Regions from separate parts of the Mus musculus genome. Here region 2 is linked to region 1. Evidence: chromatin contacts called from public HiCAR-type data. All regions are on one chromosome and are shown on one strand. Each heading gives the region's core, a stretch centred on a gene start, on an enhancer-like site or on the middle of the called end of the contact. The rest is flanking DNA. Distances are from core to core; before and after follow the strand shown. Region 1 holds the start of Smc1b (structural maintenance of chromosomes 1B). Region 2 holds the start of Lncppara (long noncoding RNA near Ppara).

Region 1 (6,518 bases), core at 2,349-4,848:
GGCCTTGACATCACAGAGATCTCCCTACCACTGCCTCCGAGTATTGCATCACAATGCCCAGCTGGTATTACACTTCTTAATACAGTGAACAAAAGAATTTTTATTAAAATGAAGAATTCTCATTTAAAACATCAAAGGGTAGGTATGGTGACATGGGTAGGTGTGGTGACATGGCCTACAGTTCTAGCTCCTTTAGGAGGATCACTTGAGCTTGTGTTAACAACATACTGAGAACCCTCACAACTAATAAATGTCCAAAAGGAAGTGAGAAAATTGTCCAATGACTACTCCAAATAATAAAATGCAAAAATACTTAAATTATGTTTCTAAATATATATATAATTTAAGTTAGTAATACAGTTTTCACTCTTTAGAAATGTAGTAAAGTCAGACATAACAGTGCATGTGTGCAATGGCTGTACTTTAGAGCCTGAGTAGGATTGTGAGCTAAAGGTCAGCCTGGACTACAAGGCCCTGTCAAGAAAGGGAATAAGGGAAGGAAGGAAGGTGGGAGTATATTTTTTAGTGAAATAGAAACAGCAACAAGAAACAACAATACAATATATACCTACTTTTTATAACTCTATAAAGTTCAAGCATGATATATTTATTACAGATGAGACATAATAGTTTATTAGAGTAACAGAGAATTCATGAATAATAATAAACATGTATTTAAGTGTATATACGCCAAAAATATACATGTAATTATTTACTAACAAGCAAAGAGAAGCTGAGGAAGAAGTCGTATGATGTATCCATGTTAGAGGTAGGCTCCTTCCTTCATCTTAAGCAAGTATCCAAGTATAAAAAATGTTACTTGACAGTAAGAGTATAGAACAAGTGAGTCAGCTTAAGCAAGAGTCTTAACAGGAAATAAAACAGGTATATATATATATATATATATATATATATATATATATATATATACACATATATATATATATGTATATATATATATATATGTATATATATATATATATGTTATATGCTTCTAAGAAAAAGAAATCTTGCTGGGTCTGGTGGCGCACACCTTTAATCCCAGCACTTGGGAGGCAGAGGCAGGTGGATTTCTGAGTTTGAGGCCAGCCTGGTCTACAAATGAGTTCCAGGACAGCCAGGGCTACACAGAGAAACCCTGTCTGGGGGGGCGGGGGGGGGGGAGAAAGAAAGAAAGAAGGAAAGAAAGAAAGAAAGAAAGAAATCTTGTACTCACTATACCAGTGATTAGTAAGTCCCAGACTTCAAAGAGTGAGCAGGCGATCAGACCCTGAACTATAATTTACACACACACACACCCCTCTCTCTCTACCTCGGATAATCCTTGTGAATGTTTTCTCTTCTCCACTGTCCTCTATGTATATAATTGTCACACTTGCAGAAGAAGAAACAGGTTTTCCAGTATGTGCTCCATGAATAAGTTCTTGAATGTTTTTTACTCTTAAATTAGTTGTCTTTTCTCCCATTACAAAACTAAGTGCATCCATTACATTAGATTTTCCTGGAGAAGAAAAGAGTTTTAAAGATTCATTCTTAATGACTGAAAACCTTCTCAGAGCCAAAGAAATCAAACTACCAATAGAAGTGAAATATAACCAATATGCAAGTCTCAGAAATCTTGTCTGGTCACTGTTCAAAATTGATGTGATTAAAAGTCCAAGTAGGTGGTCTGTTTCTTTCATGTAGCTGGGGCAGAGTGGTATGAATGTAAGGATATAAATACATGAATCAAAAATGAATTAATGAATGTAAGGATATAAATACATGAATCAAAAATGAATTAAGTGAATAAAATTAAAACAAACATGAATCTCAGCACTCTCCCATTACTGGATATCACACTAGAGCAAACCATTTAACAACTCTATTTTAGTAATTCCCATTTTATAGAGAAATGATCGCATAAACATTTCAACAGCACACTATACCTCTATACTTAAAAAATTGAAAACGCTAAATGAATCTACAATCTTCTAAAGAATAAGACTGCTAGAATCTTCAGGATTTTTATACTTGGATCAGGGCAAGGGTTCTACAATTTCTTGGTAATAATGGCTCATGGTGCTTAAACTTGGCAAGGCATGACTAGAATTAAATATGTGCTTCCTTCCAGGAGTCTGGAATTTTGGCATGTGCCATCTCCCTGTGCACTGAGTCCATGAGACCTTTGATAGGTGATATTTCAACATGAGAACATACTGCTGAAGGAATTTATCTTTTCCCACTGCTGAGTTTGCTTTGGACTTCTCAACTGTAATGCATAATCACCCCCGAGTAAACAATATGTCAAACACTGAAGGATCTCCTAGCAAATCATTAAACCACAAGGAGATCTTCACCCAATGAGATCTTCACCCAGTGGTAGATTTGCTATATAAGGAATATTAAAGATGAGTCTGTTCTATCAAAACTATAAAACTTTTAAGTGCTCAGACTGCAGACATCTGCAGTGACTGATTTAGGAAAACTATTCTAGAAATTATCGTTGGGGCTCTAAAATTCCCTTTAATTCTTCCTATTAACTATGCTCGGGTTACAAGTGTTTTGTTTTGTTCCAACAAAGGCCAAATCCATTTCATTCTTAGTACTTGCGGTTGTTGGGCTGAGATGGGGGTTGGGGACGGAGATGGGACTACAGGGAAGGAAGGCAGGGGAAGGATGAGAACAGCCAGCAAGGGTTGGTGGCCCAGGATTCGGGGCTCTTGGGTCTAGTCCATTGGGAAACACTGAAACCTCAGGCCAGTGGTCTCCTGGGTCCCATTCTGGTCTACAGTGGGTAAAGGGGAGAGGGGGGTGGGTTTGATGGTGGGTTCTCGTCCCCCAACAACGGGGGGGGGGGCGGTTCAGAGGTCCCTGGATCCCCTCAGATAGGGAGGTGGGGGAGGGTTACAGATAGATGAGCTGGGCTGCCGAAGGGGCTTGGTTCCTTCAGACCAACGGGGGGGGGGGGGGGGGCGTGGGTCCCCTCAGGCCTACAGCAGTCAACAGCAGGGGACTGGGGTGGCTCCATCCCCTCAGGCCAACCAAGGATGGGGTGGGGGATTCAAGGTGACAGCCGGTCCTTGGGTTCCCTTGGGCCTACAGCCGTCAACAGTGGAGTCGGGGCAACAGCGTGGGGGTTGGGGGGGGGCCCTGGGGTGCCTCCGTCTCCTCAGGCCAGCAATGGGCAATGGCTGACCCTGGCTTTCCTCAGGCCAACAGTGAGGGCCCTTGGTCTAACATGGGACCCTGGGTGCCCTAAGGTCTACAGGGGTCCTGGGTCCCCTCGGGACTACAACAGTCACAACGGAGTTGGGGTTTGTGGTTTCGGTCCCGGCAGACCCACAGGAGGCGACAACGGGGGCTGGGGGGTGGCTCGGTCCCCTCAGGTTAACAAGAGCCGAGAGTGGGTCCCTGGGTCCCCTCGGGTCTACAGCGGGCGACAGCGGCCCGTGGATCCCGAGGCCGTGGATTTCTGGGGCGCTGGTTACCGGAGCCGTTGGGGCCAATGATGCAGGTGAACCTCTTGAAAGGGCCGATGACCTGGCGGCCTCGCCACGACTTGAAATTCTCCACGAGCAGCAGCTCAAGGTGCCCCATGGCTGCGCGCCGTGCCTCAGCCGCTTCCTCGTGCTCCCGTGAGGAAAAAAAAAAAAAAAGCGCGGGAAGAAATTCTTTTCGAAGTCTCGCGAGACTGGCGCGGGGGAAGGAGAGCGAGCGAGGCGCCGTTGCTTAGCAACGGAGGTTGGCGTTGCCCGGGGAATTGGATCCCTGCTCCGCTGCGGAAAGCGGACCGCCGGGACAGACTTGCTCTCAAACTTTTGTGGGCGCTGCTTCTCGGCGCTGTAGCTTTGCTTATTTCTGTGGGCTTTTCTTGCCGTGTTTTTTTTTTCCGGATAGCTCCTGAAGCCCAGCCGAGTCCCAGAGCCATGGAGGTAGCGATGTCTAAGGACCTACAACAGGAGGCCAACCTAGCCAAGAAGCGGTACATTGACCTGTGCAGGCAGGGACGGATCTTCGACGCCAGGAACAGGATCATTGGGGTGAGGCACTAGGGACGGGACAGAGAGGAGCCAAGACTTTATATGGAAGCAAAGTTTGGCTGTCTAGATTTGGAAATCCTTACCTTACCAGCAGGAGCCAGTTCTGGGAGCGAGGCATTTGCTTCCTTGCAGGTGACAAATGCTCTGGCTAGCTTGAGTAAGGTCCAGGAGGTGGGTGACCTTGCAGTAGTGAAATAGGCAGACTTTAAAACACAGAAAATGTGGTGGGATCTACACCAGCACTGACTGGAGCCTGGAGGGGAAATCAGAGAGGGCTTCACAGAGTAGTGGTACTTAAACAATGTTGGGAGTGTGTGTATATAGGAAATGAAGGAAGCTCTGGTGACAGCTGACAGCGCAGGCAGAAGACCCAGCCATAAGCAAAGGCTTCCACGTATGGGAAGGGAACCTTTAATGCTGTGGCCAGATGAGAGGGTTCGTGGCCTACTGAATAATGCTAGCTGGCTCTAACCCCTCTTCCCTTGTCCATTCCTAGGGAGACACACAAGCCTGGGATTTTCAAGTCCGTGACCAGAAGATAAAAGAAATAACTGACAAAGCTAGGCATGAAGCCTTTGGTGAGCACTTCTAAAATGCCCAGCTATTTCTTACGGCCTCTAAAATATCAGCTATCTCTTAGGGCCTCATGTCTTCCTCTTACAGCTGAGAAGAACAGACACACACACACACACACACACACACACACACACACACACGTATGAGCACATACACAGAGTTGTTCTTATGGCCTTTTTGTGCTCAGTTAGCTTAATAAGCATATTCTTCCTCTCAAGAAGAAGCAGTTATCGCAGTTACTGGTTTGGTTTTTGGTTTTTTGAGACAGGGTTTCTCTGTGCAGCCCTGGCTGTCCTGGAACTCACTCTGTAGACCAGGCTGGCCTCGAACTCAGAAATCCGCCTGCCTCTGCCTCCCAGGTGCTGGGATTAAAGACATGCGCCACCACTGCCCGGCAGCTTGAATTTTTAATGTACATCTTAGGAGATACATCTTTAAAATATTAGCATCGTTTTGTGTTTTCTTTAAAAAATTTCTTTCTCTCTAAAAAGGAAAGACTTTAAATACATACGTACACATTCTCTGCTTCAAAACTCAAGGCCGACCTTCTACAGAGGACAGCTGTTGGTATCAAGTGACACTTGTGTGCTGGAGCATGCGTGAATGCACACACATGCACGCATACATGCATAATACGCACACGTACACACGCGCTGGCACACAGACACAGACACACGCACACACGTGTGCTCACACGCACAAGCACGCACTCGCACACAGAGTTATCATCTCCACCATCTTTCTTTTAACATTTCCCACTTTGCTGTGCTCAGTTAACTGGATGAGTGTGTTCTTCCTGCCAAGAAAAAGCAGCGTTGAGTGGGAAGTTCTGAGCCACCCGGGGATTTACGTGGTTCAAGTCGCGTTCTAGGTCCTCGATCAGAATTTCAAACACAATCCACTTTTCCTTTCTTGGTTAGCAATTTCACAAGCGATTGAACATTTGTTTGTTTGTTTGTTTGTTTGTTTGTTTTATTAAATACCACAGGGGTTTGTAAATTTGTAAAAGGTGGACATATAAAATTTTAGAGGCGAATGGACTACCAACCTAAGTCTTAGAACATGGTCAGGAAAAGACAAAAATCTGTTGTCTGTGTGATTGTTGGAGGAGTTGGATTATGAGGGAAGTTGCTTTTCTTTTTTTATACTATTATACATTTTCCAAACTTTTCAGTCTTATTTACTTTTATTTATAAAGTAACTCAAACTTATAACACCAATGGTACAGACACCTGCAGCTACCACCAGGTCCGATATCAACATTTGCCATGTTGGCCTCTAGTTTTTTTCCTCTAAGAGTTTGTTCTGAGAACTGTATTGTATATAGCACAAGTGCCCCCCCATTATTATCCCCCACCCCACTTTTTGTTTTGTTTTGTTTTGTTTTGTTTTGTTTTGTTTGAGACAGGGTTTCTCTGTATAGCCCTGGCTGTCCTGGAACTCACTTTGTAGACCAGACTGGCCTCGAACTCAGAAAGACGCCTGCCTCGAGTGCTGGGATTAAAGGCGTGTGCCATCATGCCCGGCACCCCCCACTTTTTTCTTCTATAGAAGTGTGCATTTCCAATGTGTTTATACTTGTACTATCTATATAACCATAATAATATGAACTTGCTTTTGTGTGTCTTTGTGTCTATATGGTGTGTGTGTGTGGTGTGAACATTTGTGTATGCAGGTAGCACAGAAGGCACATAGACCAGGCTGACTTCTGCCTCCCACATTCTGACATTCTGGGATTGAGATTTTTAAATATATATATATATAATATATATATTATATATATGCTAATACTGCTGCAGTGACTGTCCAATGTTATGTCCCTTGTGTACATGTGAGAGGGACACTGGAGTGGATGGGTGGGTCAGATTGCTTTATTAGAAGTGTGTAAAGTTATGCTTCACTAAGCAGTATGTGGGACAA
Region 2 (7,294 bases), core at 1,433-3,932, 570 kb after region 1:
GGGGGGTGGAGGGCCCTTAAAAAATGAGGAGATAGCTCCAAGTAAAAATCTTCTTGGGCAGCAGGGGGGGGGGGTTACTCGATGCTATGTAACTGTTCTTCTGCCTGGTCCTGCTATCTCTCCACCAGGGTAGCAAGAAGCCATGTAGAGAGACAAGCTGTCTCATTTAGGAAGTTGGCCCTAAGCTTCTTCCCCTACAGCTTCCAGGCAGAAAACTCTGTCACCCTGAAGTGGTACTTGTTCAGGCCGTGCCCTCCTTCCAGAGACCCAGCAGAACGTTCACAATTTACCGGCCCAGATCAATGCCTTCCCACTGCAGGGCTAGGACAGAGCCTCCTGGGATCCTGGGATATAAGCTTCCTAGAACAGGAAACGGCTCCCAAGGAAGGGCAAGGCCCATGGGGGAGTTGATGAGGGGGGGTGGTTTGTCAGAGAGCAGACAGAGTCCCCATGATGTCACGTCTATAGTCAATTCCCACTCACCCTCCTATGACCCAGATGAGGCTTTGACTGAGAATATCTACAGATGAACACATAGCTTCGTGCTCAGAGCTGGTGACCTGTAGCCTAAATGTCTAGCTCCGAGCTGAGTCCAGGGACCAGGGTCCCTGCACAGTGGCCTTTCCCTACTGTACTCCAGGCCTTCTGTGCTTTGCCCTAGGCATAAGCCAGCAACTTCCTCATGGCTTCTGATCCTGTCCGTATCAGACAGCTATCTCGCTAGCTCTCCAGAGAAGGTCCATGGCCAACTGACTTTGCCTCAGACCCTGTTTCTAGATGGGGAGAGCTAGGCTCAGCTACATGGGCCTCCTCAGCCAGCTGAGACCTTGAATCTTCCTTTTTTTTTTTCTCTCCTGAGTTTTGCTATGGACCCTAGATTGAGGGGTAGGCAAGCCACCAGAGCACTGCAGACCCTGAGCTAAACAGAGCCGAGTGCAGATCGGATCCAGCATGGGACCATCATGAGGTGTGTAAGGCTACAAGAGCCAGGTGGAAGGCATATCAATGCCAGCTCTGGGTGTGACCCTGCGTAACTGGTCCGTGCTTGGAAGAGGGCACCCAAGCCTGTCCAGCACTCTGCCACACACCTGCCAGAGCGTTCCAGTCTGAAGCCAGGGGAGACTCCGCAAAGCCCAGGTCATCTTCACTCAGATGTGATCTTTGTAGTGTCTAGGGGGCTTTTGCATTAACCATTTCTCTAAACCTCGCACAAAGTTACTTGTCTTGATGAATGAGATTCTTGTTCACCCCCTAACATGCCTGTCCTAGCTAGATCCAAGATGGTGCCCACTGGGCATGGCCTGCCCCCTGGCATGTCGACCCATGCCTACCCAGTGAGCGTGCATCTTTTTAACTTTATGGGCCTTGTTCACAAGGAGATCCGCCTTCTGCCCAGCCGGATGCCAACCCCCTCCCGCCGTTCCCAGACTCGCTGTTGGCACGGCCTACTGAGCAGAGACACTGGCCGCTTTATGGGAGAAACCTAATCAGGGAAGCCAAGAGAGGGGGGGTTACTGTGGGGGGGGGTCTGGCTCTTGGTGGCCCCAAGCCAAGCCTGAGGTGACTTCAGGGTGACACTGTCTGTCTGCCTCTCTCCCTCCAGACATCCGCCCAGCCCTGAAAGGGCCACCTGCCTGCCTAGGCCTTTGGCACACCTGTCCTGGCCAGCCTGGCTCCTCCCCCAGGCAGACACTGCAGGACTGGGACAGGACTGAGAGGTGGCGGCTGGCAGATGGCAGGGCGTCTGCTGACTGCTCACTCCCTGCCCGCCCCGCCACTGGCCCTCCTCCAGCCTGTCCCCACTGGGTCCCTGCAGTCTCTTTCAGGACCCCTTCCTTGTTACCCCTTGAGAAAGGAGTCATTTCTGTGGGTCCCAAGCCCCAGGCCCGAGGCCAGGCTGTTTCACAGGTGGGCTTGACACATCGGAACGCTTCCCAAATATGGAACTGGGCCTTTTCCTTCTCCTTCACAAATGGCTCTAGAGATGACCAGAGATCCAGTAAGGGTGACCCTCCCTGAAGTCTTGTGGAACCAGCGTAAGTCCCCCACAGGTAGAGTAGAGCTGCCCTGGAACTGAAGAGACCATGATAGCCATGCCTGCCACCAGAGTGTGGAGAGGCACTGTGAGAGGAATCGGCCTAAGACAGGCACCTGTGGGTCAGCCTCACCAGAGCAGAGCCAGCACCCCCCTGCCCCCCCCCCCCCCCCCGGGGAGCAGGAGCCTTGTGGAAAGAAACAGGAAAAACAGGTCAGCGGTTCCTGGCAGACGGACAGACCAGAGCAAAAGCCAGGAGGTGGGAAGGACCTGGGAGATGGCCAAGGAGGGCAGAGGAGGCTTGCCCAGGGCATTTCGAGGCTTTGTGGGTTGGGGGCAGGGCTGATGGGCGCAGTGGGAAGGATCCGAGAAAGGGTGTCAGCGTGACAGATAGCTCGGCTGTCTTGGGAGCCCATGCGAGGCTGGTAGTCAGGGAGGGGGCTTTCCCACCCTGTGTGTCCTCACCAGACCCTCAGTAGCCAATGGGCTCATCTTCCCATCCTTGAGTCGTGGTTGGGGGAGGGGGGTGTTAACAAGGCCTGCAACAAAGCACTCCGGCTTGACGGACAGAAGTGGGCAGATCCTTGTCTCCATATTCTGTACCCCAGGCTCAGCTCCAGAGCCCTTCAGCTGGCCAGGCTTCTCCCTCACTGTCCCCATGTCCCTGCTTGGCCTTCCTTCTGTCTTACTAATGGCTCTGCCATGATGATTTGGGCCCGAGGGAGGTAGGATAGTGACTTGATTCATGGTGTGAGTCTGTAGTCCAGTGAGCCCTTTCTCTGGGTCTCTGCTCTTTGGGAGAGTTCAAGCCCCATTTGCCCTATGTCCTAGGGAAGTTGCACGCGGGCCACTGGCCACCCACAAAAACACGCTTGCCCACCATGGGTGAAGTTGGAGCATAGTCTCTGACCCACATGCCCAGCACAGGGCTGAGCTTAGAGGCCGTTCCATCCAAGGCTTTGCATGCAAAGTGTCACCAGGCAAAAGGCAGACTGGATGAAAATGCCATTGTGCTATAGGATCTTAAGGAGTGGCCAGGGGAGGCCACCAGGGGCCAGGCTTTCTCCCTTCTGAAGTTGATGATCATTGCTTTTGTTTCTAACCCCCAAGGTGGTCAGGAAGTGGAACCAAGCAGGAAGTTCTGCATGCCTATGGCTTCCCTGTGGTAAGTAGGGCCCCAATGTCCTTCCTCTGGAAAGTAGGGAGACTTGAGAGTAAGGAAGGCTAGGGTCAGAGGCACATCCCTGCCAGTGCTCCAGGACCTGCCCTCAGCTTAGATGTCTTTACCTAGAGGCTTTGTGCTCCCCCCAACCCCTGCCCTCAGTATTGTGCCCCACCCCACCCCCCAGCAATCTACCCCAGATGACACATCTACCCATGATATGATATGGTGACTTTTGACCCCGTATCGGCCTACTTAGACTGGGCATGGCTTAACAGAGGTGCAGTTCCATTCATCACCAGCTCCAAGTGGAAGAGACGTAGCCTCCCAACCTGAGGACAAGGTCACCGAGCCCTGAGAGACCTCTGGGGACCTCAGCATGAGGTCCCTCTCTTTTCTCTGTACCCCGGGCACCATCACTTAATCCCCCCAGTGTGATCCTGCTTCCCCCAGGCCAGGCCACTTGGTATCAATGGAGGATCTGCCAGAAGGTCTTGCCTAGAGAAAGGCCAGATGAGGGAGACAGAGGCACATCTGTTCCCGTGTTGGGCTAAGGCACAGTGCGTGGTGGCCCACTGTCCTTGCTAGAACTAGGGTGCTTGTGTCCTGGTGTTTCTCTACCATAGCTTGGGCTCTGCAAGGCTTCTGTTGCAATGAAGCCCAGATTCAGGGAGGCTCACCAAGTGCAGAAAAGGCGCTTTGGGGCTGACACAGTGGCATACACCGGCCTCCTGCTGCTAAGTAGAGTGGCTGAGAATCCCCAGGGGCCAGCCAAAAGGACCCCACGGAAATGCATGATGGTGCCCAGAGTCAGAGGGGCCAGTCTCGACCTTCCAGCCAGACCTGCCCACGTACTTGTATCCTGACAGCCAAGGGCAGAACCCGAAGTGTTGAGAGACCTGGGGTTGATGTCTGACCTCTTTCCTCCTTCAAAGTGCTTCTGGGGGCGGAGAGGGGGAGGGAGGTGCTGGGCTCAGATGGAGATGACCAATGTGGTCTCTAGCTATTCCACCACATCCGGGCACAGCCTAAGAACCGACGAGATTAACCATGGCCAGTCAAGCCTACAGAGAGGCTAAGCAGTGTGGGACACCCCTCAGCCTTCTCACCTGGGCCACCCATCATAGATAGGATCACCAAAGGGGCCCTTCACCACTCTCTTCCCACGCCTCTTCTGCCTTGCTGCCTCTGCAGGGACCATCCTTGAGGGTATTTGACCTGCCTGTTAGTGAAAGGGTCCAGGCTTGAGGCAGGGGATGGCACCCCAGTGGCTCAGATTTCCTTCTGGGGCTTGGAAGATTAGTGTTTCCTATCATCACAGGCCTGCCCACCACGGGCCAGGCCACACCAGCGCTCTGGGAACCTTGTTCCTAAGCTCCTCTGCCCCATAGACTCCGGATCTGGGGCCACAATGTGGACTTAGACCTAACGGCTTCATTTTGACCCAGGAGTTTTGGACTTGTCCCTTGACCCTTGGCAGAGAGGAAAGGAGGCGTGACAGTAGACGCTAGGGCTCATGCAGAGAGCAAAAGCTGCCTGGCTTCCTAGGTCTGGGCACAGGGCTTCCCTCCACATGCTGGGCAAACCGGTCTGAGGCCTGAAAGAAGCAGGTCTTTTTCCCTTCTGAGAGCAGAGCTACCTGAGACCAGAGACTGAGCCTCAGTTTCTTCAGCGATCTCTGCTGGCCTCTGGAAGTGCTAGTCGTTAGGGACAGACTGGCCATGAGTGTCCAGCCAGGGTCTGCACTTGCGCCCGGCTGGCCACCATGGGGAGTTAGGCTGCCTCCCACAAGGAAAGACTGTTTTGAGCCTCCCCCAGCAAGGTCAGCTCAGGCCACCCTGAGAAGAGGGAGGGACAGAACCAGAGCCCACGAGGGGGGGGCTCTTCCTGCCTAAGGGGAAGAGGGTACATGCCCAAGGCTACTACTTAGCAGGAGTCCTGGTGATTCTACTACGCTAGAGTTGAGTGGACAGAGGCTGGGTCTCAGCCAGGTGGACACTGGAAGCACCCTGGACCTTGGTGGCCTTTAACAAATGACACCCTTCCCCCATTGTGGCCATTCCTGTGCTCAGTGCCCCGTGCTTTCTCTCTCTTCTCCCCGTTTCCCCGTCTCCCCGTCTCCCCTTACTCTCTCTGTGATTTTGTTTAAATGTCCCTGGCCCATTTTGAGAAAATCCCAGTCTATTAATACCCTCAGCACTGAGCGGCCTGTGTCGGGGGTGGGGGGTGGGGCTCACCATGTCCCCAGCTCTCCTTCTTCCTCTAGGAGGGACCTCAAGAAGCCACAACATCCAGCTCTACGCCAAGACTGACTGACGGCCTTTGGGGTGAGGTAGTAGGTTGTATGGTTTTGGGCTCTGCCCCGCTCTGCGGTAACTATACAATCTACTGTCTTTCCTGAAGTGGCCGCAATATCTGCAGTGGATACAACGGCGGCCCTGGCTGGGGAGACTGAGGGAGGGACAGGGGGGTGATAACTACCATGCAAAAAGAGCCTGACAGAGACCTTGGATAGTCCCTTGACCTCTCTGGGCTGTTACTCATCTGTATAAGGGTTGGGGCATAGCGATGAAAACAGACAGCATTTTCAGGGCACCTTCTCTCCCTGGCCCACACTGAAGGGGCCTTCCTGCCCCTGGCCCCATATCAGACCTGTGCTCACAGGTCTCCATGAAAAGAGGGTCTGGACTAGACCTTCAACTATGTTCCAGAGTTGCCCAGGCTTTCCAGCGCAGGGTCAGGCCTCTGACGAGCAAGCGTCTCTTCCGAGAAGAAATTGAAAAGGAGCCATTCTTAGCACACCCATGAGTACAGCCTGCAGATGGACCGTGTAGGCCACTGTCCCCTGTCCCTGGGGCAATGGGTTCAGACACCAGAGGCTTCCTCAATCTGTTTGGTAGGCACAGGCCTTTCTCACTGAACCTCTGTCTCCACTTCCCCCTCCCCCACCCCGCCCTGTGCCCTATGGCTCTAGTGGCCTGTGGCCAGGGTGGGTGGGGAGCGGCTGGGCCTCCTCCAGAACACGGACACCGCAGGGTGAGGTAGTAGGTTGTGTGGTTTCAGGGCAGTGATGTTGCCCCTCCGAAGATAACTATACAACCTACTGCCTTCCCTGAGGCGCCCAGGGACACAGCTACATGGAGGCCCCCGCTCAGCAAGCTAAATGGAGCCACAGATTGGGTGGGGGCTATGACGTGGGACCTGGGTATAAATAAAGGATGTTCTGTCATGAACTTACAACTGGTCTTTGGTCATTTTGGAAATACGGAGACTGGCCGTAGAGGACATGAGATCGCCAACCACACATTGACACGTTTGCATGCATGAAACATTGCCAGCAAGAGCTGCTCTGGGTAGTGAACAGTACCCTCCCCTCATCTTCCATGTGCCCCTTAGTGGCCCAAGCCCTGGACACCCAAGCCCCTCCACATGAGTGGAACAACAGACCCTATGACTCCAAGTCTCAGAGCACAGTACTGGCTTCCAGTGTCCCTCAGCCTGTGGTCCTAACCAGATCTGAGAAATTCCTGGCCTATTGTCCCTTCGTGCCTGCCTCCCTTGGGACAGTATTGGGACGGCTGTGGATGTAGCTTTCTAATCTTGGGCCAAATGGTCATATACCCTTCTTCCAGGGACCCCAAGCCTTCATTCAGGTGGTGGTAGTGGGGTGAGGGTCAGCCCTCAGCTAGTGTTAGCTTAGGAAGGTAAAGTCCTAGTCTTACCTGACCAGACACCAAAGGCCTCCCTCGTGGGTGGATACCTTGACCCTGATGTCCTGGCCTTCTCCCCATAATGAATCCCCCGAGTCCCAGCTCCCGTCCTGAACCCAATCTGCCTCAACTCTGCATATCCACACACCTCCATTGACGCACCTAGGCAGACCAAACACCCCTAGAGCCCCTCTATATCCACCCTCAGCTACCAGACCTCTCAAACTTAGCCAGCCATTTCCAAAGATCTGATACTGTGCTAGCCCCAGGGTTGAGAGTACCCAGAGGGACTCTCTGAGTACTCTCTGAGAGCAACAGGGATGGCTTCCCAAAGTAGGGGCTATCTGAGCTGGGTCTTGATGGCTGTATAGGAGTTGGCAGCTAGAG

The links. HiCAR-type assays count read pairs that join an accessible place to other places.
Region 2: a contact with region 1 is called in a HiCAR-type map of astrocytes, with 2.1 times the contacts expected there. The contact joins the promoter of Lncppara here to the promoter of Smc1b in region 1. A contact is called at or near these places in 2 of 39 promoter capture datasets (cranial neural crest and hippocampal neurons), 1 of 484 Hi-C or Micro-C datasets (nephron progenitors) and 1 of 115 datasets of contacts at active chromatin or transcription factors (astrocytes).

What each region holds. Positions count from the first base shown.
Region 1 is chr15:85,128,359-85,134,876 of GRCm38.p6, forward strand. It overlaps Smc1b (structural maintenance of chromosomes 1B), which reads right to left and starts at 3,599. Exons shown (of 25, transcript NM_080470.1): 1 at 3,471-3,599; 2 at 1,313-1,501. The coding sequence starts at 3,579. It overlaps Ribc2 (RIB43A domain with coiled-coils 2), which reads left to right and starts at 3,741. Exons shown (of 7, transcript NM_026357.2): 1 at 3,741-4,022; 2 at 4,519-4,600. The coding sequence starts at 3,909.
Region 2 is chr15:85,701,091-85,708,384 of GRCm38.p6, forward strand. It overlaps Lncppara (long noncoding RNA near Ppara), which reads left to right and starts at 2,683. Exons shown (of 2, transcript NR_110483.1): 1 at 2,683-3,200; 2 at 5,464-6,434. Mirlet7c-2 (microRNA let7c-2) reads left to right here and starts at 5,513; the gene lies at 5,513-5,607. It overlaps Mirlet7b (microRNA let7b), which reads left to right and starts at 6,229; the gene lies at 6,229-6,313.